3 separate regions of the Sus scrofa genome follow, and regions 2 and 3 are each linked to region 1. The links are chromatin contacts, called in public HiChIP or PLAC-seq maps. All regions are on one chromosome and are shown on one strand. Each heading gives the region's core, a stretch centred on a gene start, on an enhancer-like site or on the middle of the called end of the contact. The rest is flanking DNA. Distances are from core to core; before and after follow the strand shown.

Region 1 (2,603 bases), core at 28-2,527:
AAAACATAATGTGTACCTTTCTAAATGACTACACCAATTCTTTAGCTTCTTGAATGTAGAAATGTACCTTTTTCTCCAATGAGAAAAATTAATAATTATAACCAACATTTACTGAATACCTACTCACACTTGGCTCTGTGCTGAATTTATAGAAACAGACATTGAGATCATGGATTTAGTACCAGGTTTAGAGGGTTCAAATCTTGGCTTTACCACCTAATAGTTATTGCCTTTACCCAGTTACCTAATCTCTCTGGGCCTTAATTTTCTCATCGGAAAGACTTCACAGTGTCTCATAAATAAACATATAGTAAGATTAGTTATTATTATGAAGCTGGAGTATGTTTAACTACTATGCTGGATAATGAGGGAGTTTCCTAAGTACACCTACCCATTAATAAGACCAGGTCTCCTTCTTTGGGGCTCATGGCAAGATGGGGGTCACGCACACAGGGTAAGCAGGAAGGAGCCAAGTCTAAGAGCTGGGTGGCCACCACTCCTCCTGGAAGGCCCTGGAAAATAAGGGGAAGTCTGCTGTACAAGAGAAGTCCTCGAATGATGCCAAAGGGAAGTTGAGCTGGCAGAGCCACAGATGCTGATCAAAATTTCAGGGAAGTCAGGTGGCCTGCCCCCACGCATGGCTGGCTGCTCCAACAAACCCATCGCAGTGTCTCTGAGAGCCAGGCTCTGAAGTAACCTGCCGTGGTTCTCACCATTCTCCTTTAGGGCCTGCCCACACTGTATCAGGGTTGATCTATGTAATAGGGCAGAAGTGGTTACATGACAGAGCTAAGATTAAGTGATAAAGGACATTGTAACTTCAGTCTTGCTCTCTCTCTCTTCTCTCTTTCAGATCCCTCATCCTGCGAGAAGTCAAATGCCATGTCTTGAGCAACTGATGGAAAGACTCACAAGGTGGGAAACTGAGGCTTCATGCCGACAGCCATGTAAGTGGCCTTGAAAGTAGACTCTCTAGGAGTCCCCGTTGTGTTCTGTGGGTTAGAACCCGACATAGGGTCCCTGAGGATGTGGATTCCATCCCTGACCTCGCTCAGTGGGTTAAGGATCCGGTGTTGCTGCAGGCTGCAGGGTAGGTCACAGATGCGGCTCAGATCTGGCATTGTTGTGGCCGTGTTGTAGGCTGGCTAGCTCTGGGAGCTAACATATGCCCGTATGCTGGGGGTGTGGCCCTAAAAAGAAAAAAAAAAAGTAGATTCTCCAGCTCCAATCAAGTCTCCAGATGTTGGCAGCCCAGCCAATGGCTTCGCTGCCATCTAGTGAGAAACCCTGAGTGGAAACCACCCAGCTAAGCCACTCCCGGATTCCTGACACTCTGAAACTGTGAAAAAAAATCAATATTTGTGTGTTTCCTTTGACGGCTAAGTTTGGGGGTAAATTGTGACAGAGCAGTAGATAACCAGCCGAGTGTCCAGCCAGAGATAGCTTGCTGAGTTATTCCTTGTTCCTATGGCTTGGTTCTGATAAGTCCTGACTTCTCTGCAGTGACACCCTCCTCCCTGTACACACACACACACACACACACACACACACACACACACACACACACACACACACACACACACACACACTTCTCTCTCAACTCCTTTTCTTTCTCTCCTGGAGTTTTTTCTACTCTTCAGGGAAAGTAAATTGCCTAGAGACCATCCTTCTCTTGCTATTGGTTTCAGTTGTGTTTGACTGCCTGGCATAATTTTTTTTTTTTTTTTTTTGGTCTTTTTAGGGCTGCACATGCAGCATATGAAAGTTCCCGGGCTAGGGGTTGAATCAGAGCTGTGGCTGCCAGCCAACGCCACAGCCACAGCAATGCCAGATCCTACACTACAGCTTGTGGCAATGCCAGATCCTTTAACTCACTGAGCAAGGCCAGGGATGAACCGCATCCTTACGGATACTAGTCGGATTCTTAACCTCCTGAGCCACAACCAGGCATAAACTCCATGGCATAAACTTCTTAATGAGTTTGGGGATCCCCAGTGAGGAAGACACCTTTTTCTCCATTTTTCTCCTGTGTCCCCCCTCCTCCACTCTGCTTCAAGAAGTAGACCCCAAGCAACAGTTTCAGGAAGGGAATTCACTAATAACAGAAAAGTTAATATATCTAAAATATTATCCCCCCAAATGCATTATCTTCTTTAACAACCCTATGAGATAAGTGTTCTTATTATCCCTACTTTAGAGACAAAAGGTAATCTTGCTTTGGATCACGTAGCTGGTAGGTGGCTTAATCAGGACCGAACCTCAAGTTTGACTGACTTCAGGAGTTCCTGTTGTGGCTCAGCGGGTTAAGAATCCAACATAGTGTCCCAGAGGACTCGGGTTTGATCCATGGCCTTGCTCAGTGGGTTAAGGATCCATTGTTTCGGTGGCTGTGGTGTAGGCTGGCAGCTATAGCTCTGATTTGACCCCTAGCCTGGGAACTTCCCTATACCACAGGTATAGCTGTAAAAAGAAAAAAATATATGTAAACAAAGTTTAACTGATTCCAGAGCCTGTGCTTGTAACTTTTAGGCAATACCACCTCCTTCTACCAGTTGCTCCAATGCCATGATATTGGGATCTAATGAAAAGATGAGCTTTGTGGA
Region 2 (2,603 bases), core at 40-2,539, 220 kb before region 1:
CCTGAAGAAGTGACAAAGATAGTCACCAACATCACACTGCAAATAATGATAACAAAGGAGTTGAAAGAAAGTGATTCCAACCCAGTCCAATCCATTATAACTAATAGGCGAAATACAAACAGGCTCTTAAATGGTTACGGCCAGACAGGCTTGCAATATAATTTAAGCCCACACCTAAACTGGTTTCAACAGATGCTAAAGAAGTACAATAGGGAAAGGATAAAAGGAAAACTTGACGTTTCCAAGTGTGACTCCTGGCACAGAAGTGTTTGCTAACCTAACTTCCATAATAGCAACAAATGTCAGAGGATAAAATGAGAACTAAAGGACTCAAATTTTGACTAAGAATCTGAGTTCCACTTAGAAAATGAAATGAAAAGAAGAAAAAGGCAAAAACAGACAAAAAGCCAAAAACCTTGATTTTCAAAAATACAACAAAGTCACAGCATCATCCACATTAACTAACATAGAGACAGTCAATTCTTCCCTTTTATCTACCTACTAAATAGCAAACAATAATACCACAAAACACCAAAGAAAACTCGTACTTTTAAAATTCTTTCATTGTTTTATTTAATCTTAATTATGTTCCCTTAAAATTAACCCGATTGCTCTAATTATTTAAATACTGATTAGTAAGCCTGCAAAACACTAAACAGAGTCATTTGGTAGGAAATAGGGAAACAGCCACTTTGATACTGACATGAATTCTTTGTGTAACAATTCCAGTGGGTTTTTTGTTTTTTGGGTGTTTTTTGATGTCTCCCTTCTGTCACCCACTCTAACCACAGTCTTGAATATAACTTAACACGGGCCATATAAAATTAGCTGAGTTAAATTAGCCTGATCTGACATTACATTATACAAGACAACATTAATAGCTGTGTCAGCAGGGCTCAAACCATTTAATACTGTTTCCATCCAAAACAGACCACCTAACACTTTCAAAATTTCAAGCCAAACAGTAAATTCAGAAATAACACACCATCCAACTTGCCTAGGAGTTTAGGGTAACTTCACTTGGGCTCAGACAAATATTTTATCTCCGTAAAATAACTTTGCTGCCTCTTGGTTATAAGGAATAAAACTTTCTAATGACCTCTAACTTTCGGTTAACACACTATATTTTAAAGCATGTACATAACAGTAAATGCCGGGTGTTTTGTTTTATTGCAACACTCAATAACAAGTCTATAAGTTACCAAATAAAAATCAGGCATGTCGTTCCTTTTACACAGTAGCTTACCCAGTTTAGCGGCCCTCTGGTGGGTACTCAGGAAACTGACCCTCGGAGGGGACACTGACAGTTCTCCTCAGGCATCGCCCTTTGGTGGAATCTGTCGGCTGCTCCTGTCCTCCTTCCACAGGTATCTAGTTAAGCAAAGAAGAGATGAAATGTAATCGTGTTATAACTACCTTCTGATTGAATAATGTTTTTAGTTAATGAAGGCAGGCGTCTGTAATCACCAGAGCAAAACAGAAGAAACTAGAGGTAAAGTAAATACGATGGTCAAAGTATCACCAAACCCCTTCCGGAAGCTTTTCTTTAAAAAGAAAACTAAAAGATCAGGATGGGTGAGTATGTAAATTAGCTTAGGTGAGGTATGTACAAATCACAGCCAGCTGTGTTTCTGCTTAGCTCAGAAACAAAACACCCACACAAATAAAATTCTTTAACATCAGAAACTGGCTCACAAGTCCCAATCCTGCCTAATGCTCAATAAGGTGAATGGAAATAAACGTTGACCAGAAAGATTTCACTCCAGAATTCTCTTAAAAGACGGTTTTGTTAGATAAAAGTAGCAAAATCACCCATATTTTCTTTAATTTTAGAAGTAAGCACTTAACGGACAGTTAATAAAATACTATATATACTATCTATCGAAATTTTCAGTCAAAACTTGCATAGATACTTACATAAAATGGCATATTTTCTTCCAAAAGTGAGACTGGTTTTTGAAATCCTAAAAAAAATTTTTTTTCTATTTATGTGGAATAAGAACCATGAATGCTACAAAAGATCTCTTTCTAATGCCACTATTTCACAACTTACGTACTGCCTTTCATTGTATCATTGTAGAGTAATGAGATATTTCCATGTTCTTTTTTTTTTTTTTTTTTTTTTCTAAAAGACCCATCATCTTAGTTTGGAGATAGAGGGCAAAGACTTTTCATAAAGAGATTTCACTAGTAACCTTTAGCAGAATTAAGAATAGTATTGGTAACATCTTAAACAGTTGGACAAAATATGTCAGGAATTATGTTACTAAGGCTGTTGCTCCAGAATCATACCCCTGCCCCTCCCTCAACTGGAGACTAATTGCCCTTATCTGGGTTTCAGGCTCAATTACAAAAAGAGGAAGCTGCAAAGGGAAAAACCAGACTGGTTGAAACCAACTAGACCCAAGATGGTGGAAGACCTGACCTCCAGGAGACCTTGAGCCTCATTACACATTCATTGTAATATATTAGCATGCTAAATGACACACCCACCAGTACCCTGACAGTTGACAATTGCCGTGACAACAGCTGGAAAAGTCCACACAATGACTGAAAGGGGGTGTTGCCCCAGTTCTGAGTCTAAACCACACCCCTGCTCTCAG
Region 3 (2,603 bases), core at 59-2,558, 190 kb before region 1:
GGAGCAGTGGGTTAAGAACCTGACTGCAGTGACACGAGTTGCTGCAGAGGTGCAGGTTCAATCCTTGGCCTGGTGCAGTGGGTTAAAGGATCTGGTGTTGCTGCAACCGTGGCATAGTTTGCCGCCGTAGCTCAGATTCAATCCCTGGCCTGGAAACTTCCATATGCTACAGGTGCAGCCCTTAAAAAAAAAAAAAGAAAGAAAGAAAGAAAGCTTCCAGTTTTTCTATTTATAAATTGAATGACCTTGAACAAATTTACTCAACCTAAGTAAACCTCAATTTATTCATCTTTAAAATAGGGATGACAAAAATAATTCTCTTAGGGACTTGTGTGAGATTCAAAACAGTTAAAACACATCAAGTGCTTCGCACATACCAAGCACACAAAAAACGTTTGTTAGCATTACTATTAACCACTTTGGAATTAAAAAGGTGGGTGAAATCACTATACAGTCCCACTTTGAACAAATCTAACGCATATGAAACATGAATTTAGCTGTACAGTGAGATAACTATATTCAAATTTGCCATTTACTATTTCCATGAGTTTGGGGCAATGATTTATTCTCTCTGAAACTCCTTTTCTCAATTATAAAAGGGAATAAGAGCATGGTGTTGTGTGTGTGTGTGTGTGTGTGTGTGTGTGTGTGTTTGTGAGTGTGTTGAGAGAGAATTTTAAAAATAGATTAAAAGTGGAAGATAGTTCCAAACAGTGTTGGAAACCATCTAAGTCTATCTATATTTTCATATGGCTATGTGCAAATGCATGAATTATTTTAAAATATGGAGGCAAATAGTAGAAAAAGCTATAGGAGCTGAAAGTGGATGCCTGCACAGCCAGAAACTGGCTGAAGCAATGCGTAGGGAAGCTAACTGCTCTTCTGCATTTCAATCCTGTGGCACACACTTGCAACTATGTATATCTACTACTTTGATTTAAGATTAAATTTTAAAATTATTCACTTTAAAAATATATAGCTAGGACCCAACAAATCAGAAAAGGGTTAAAGGCAAGCTCCAAACCTAAGCCAATCAATATCAAGCTGAGGGACAAAAAAGAAAACAACGTTTAAAGCACTTAAATATATCCATAATTTAACTCCTCTATCATGGTACAGAGTGTAGGTGGCATGGAAATGCTAACTTTGAGCCCACATATGCTTAACTTCCTCTATTATTAGTTAGTGAACCACCTGTTACTAATGAACAACCTATTTTTAACTAGTTCAAGTCTACTTAAAGACCCTAGGAATCAGAAAAGAAATGCTGGCTATAAGACACATATAATATACATGGCATTTGCAACATCAGGTTGAAACTTACGCTTCTCATATGACTCTCTAAGGTTTCAATTTCCCCAGAAGAAAATACAGTACTTCAATATACTGGAAGGTGATACTAATTCACAGTCCCTGGTACTTACAGGTTCTTACACAGAGCTGCTTAATATAACTCACTTTTGGTTTTCAGTACATATGAATTGTTCACAAAGATCTTTGAGGGGCTCCCTGGTGGCCTAGCAGTTAAGGAGCCAGCACTGTCATTGCTGTGGCTTGCCCTGGGAACTTCTGCATGCCAGTGGGCATGGCAAAAAAAAAAAAAAAAAAAAAAAAAAACACTTTGGAAAGAGACTCAGATCAAAGAATTTGGTAGTGAGGCTCAGAGCCATGACAGGACCGATGGCCCCATCCTGGTTTATCTGAAAAAGCTGAGAACAATTTCTCAATTGCTGGCACAGAGAAGAAATTCTGGTTCAGCAAATACTAGCTCTCATTATTATCACTGTTGCTGAGAGGCACACTGGTCAAGAGGTTAAGAGCACAATCTCTGAGTAAGGCTCCCTGAAAAGGAATCCCCACTGCTTACCAGCTCTAGTCCCATACTTAACCTCTCAGTCACCCAGTTTTCTCCACTTTCAAAATGGACCGATGGTTTCTACGTCACAGCAATGTGGTGAGGATTAAAGAAGAACTGTCAAGCATTTAGACAGTGCTTGGCATATTGCAAGACTTCAATAAATGTTAGCTCTTGTTTTTCTTTTTACATCACATATCTGAAGAAATGGATTTGTTTCTTATTCTAATTCAAAACTACTTATGTTAAAACATTGAAATAAAAAGAGGAAAAAATCAATTTAAACTGCGAATGATACTCAGGATTATGTAATGTATACAAATAAATTTTTCTTGGAAATATCTAGGAAAAACCTAATCTACACATGTTAGCGCTAACAAAAGGCAACTTCCATCTGTTACCATTAGACAGGTTCTAGTAGATCACTGTGCCATGCATGAGTCAACACATTATTCTTGAGGTAAACTTGACAAAGGAAGAGCCAATAATCCTATAGCCGTTTTGATACAGAAACAATTATAAGCTGAAAAGAATAAAGGGAAGAAACATTCTTTTTCTTAGACTGGTTTGGTCAACTAATGTACATCATTTAAGTCAGCCTGCCATTACTTCCCAGATTTAAAGAGAAGAAAAAAGAAAATCTTATAATGGCACTTTTAAAATCTAACCAGTTAGTTAAAATACTCTCAGCTCTATAAGCCTCTTTCCACTGCACAGCTGATGGCTAAACCTGAGAAGAGCAATTAAT

The links. HiChIP or PLAC-seq counts read pairs in DNA pulled down with a chosen protein or histone mark.
Region 2: an H3K27ac HiChIP or PLAC-seq map of alveolar macrophages shows a contact between it and region 1. The contact joins two enhancer-like sites. A contact is called at or near these places in 1 of 47 Hi-C or Micro-C datasets (embryonic fibroblasts) and 1 of 2 datasets of contacts at active chromatin or transcription factors (alveolar macrophages).
Region 3: an H3K27ac HiChIP or PLAC-seq map of alveolar macrophages shows a contact between it and region 1. The contact joins two enhancer-like sites. A contact is called at or near these places in 1 of 47 Hi-C or Micro-C datasets (fetal heart ventricle) and 1 of 2 datasets of contacts at active chromatin or transcription factors (alveolar macrophages).

What each region holds. Positions count from the first base shown.
Region 1 is chr9:119,918,690-119,921,292 of Sscrofa11.1, reverse strand. No RefSeq gene overlaps it. Among named protein-coding and RNA genes, the nearest start is that of RASAL2, 21 kb to the left of the region's middle. Within about 2 kb of position 1,277, at least 14 of the 83 cell types and tissues checked have an H3K27ac peak or open chromatin away from gene starts, as enhancers often do. A contact at or near this core is called in alveolar macrophages, where this site is marked.
Region 2 is chr9:120,142,832-120,145,434 of Sscrofa11.1, reverse strand. It overlaps RASAL2 (ras GTPase-activating protein nGAP), which reads right to left. Exons shown (of 18, transcript XM_021063720.1): 3 at 1,247-1,371. Among named protein-coding and RNA genes, the nearest start is that of RASAL2, 200 kb to the right of the region's middle. Within about 2 kb of position 1,289, at least 5 of the 83 cell types and tissues checked have an H3K27ac peak or open chromatin away from gene starts, as enhancers often do. A contact at or near this core is called in alveolar macrophages, where this site is marked.
Region 3 is chr9:120,110,341-120,112,943 of Sscrofa11.1, reverse strand. The region is part of intron 1 of RASAL2 (ras GTPase-activating protein nGAP); the gene reads right to left. Among named protein-coding and RNA genes, the nearest start is that of RASAL2, 170 kb to the right of the region's middle. Within about 2 kb of position 1,308, at least 13 of the 83 cell types and tissues checked have an H3K27ac peak or open chromatin away from gene starts, as enhancers often do. A contact at or near this core is called in alveolar macrophages, where this site is marked.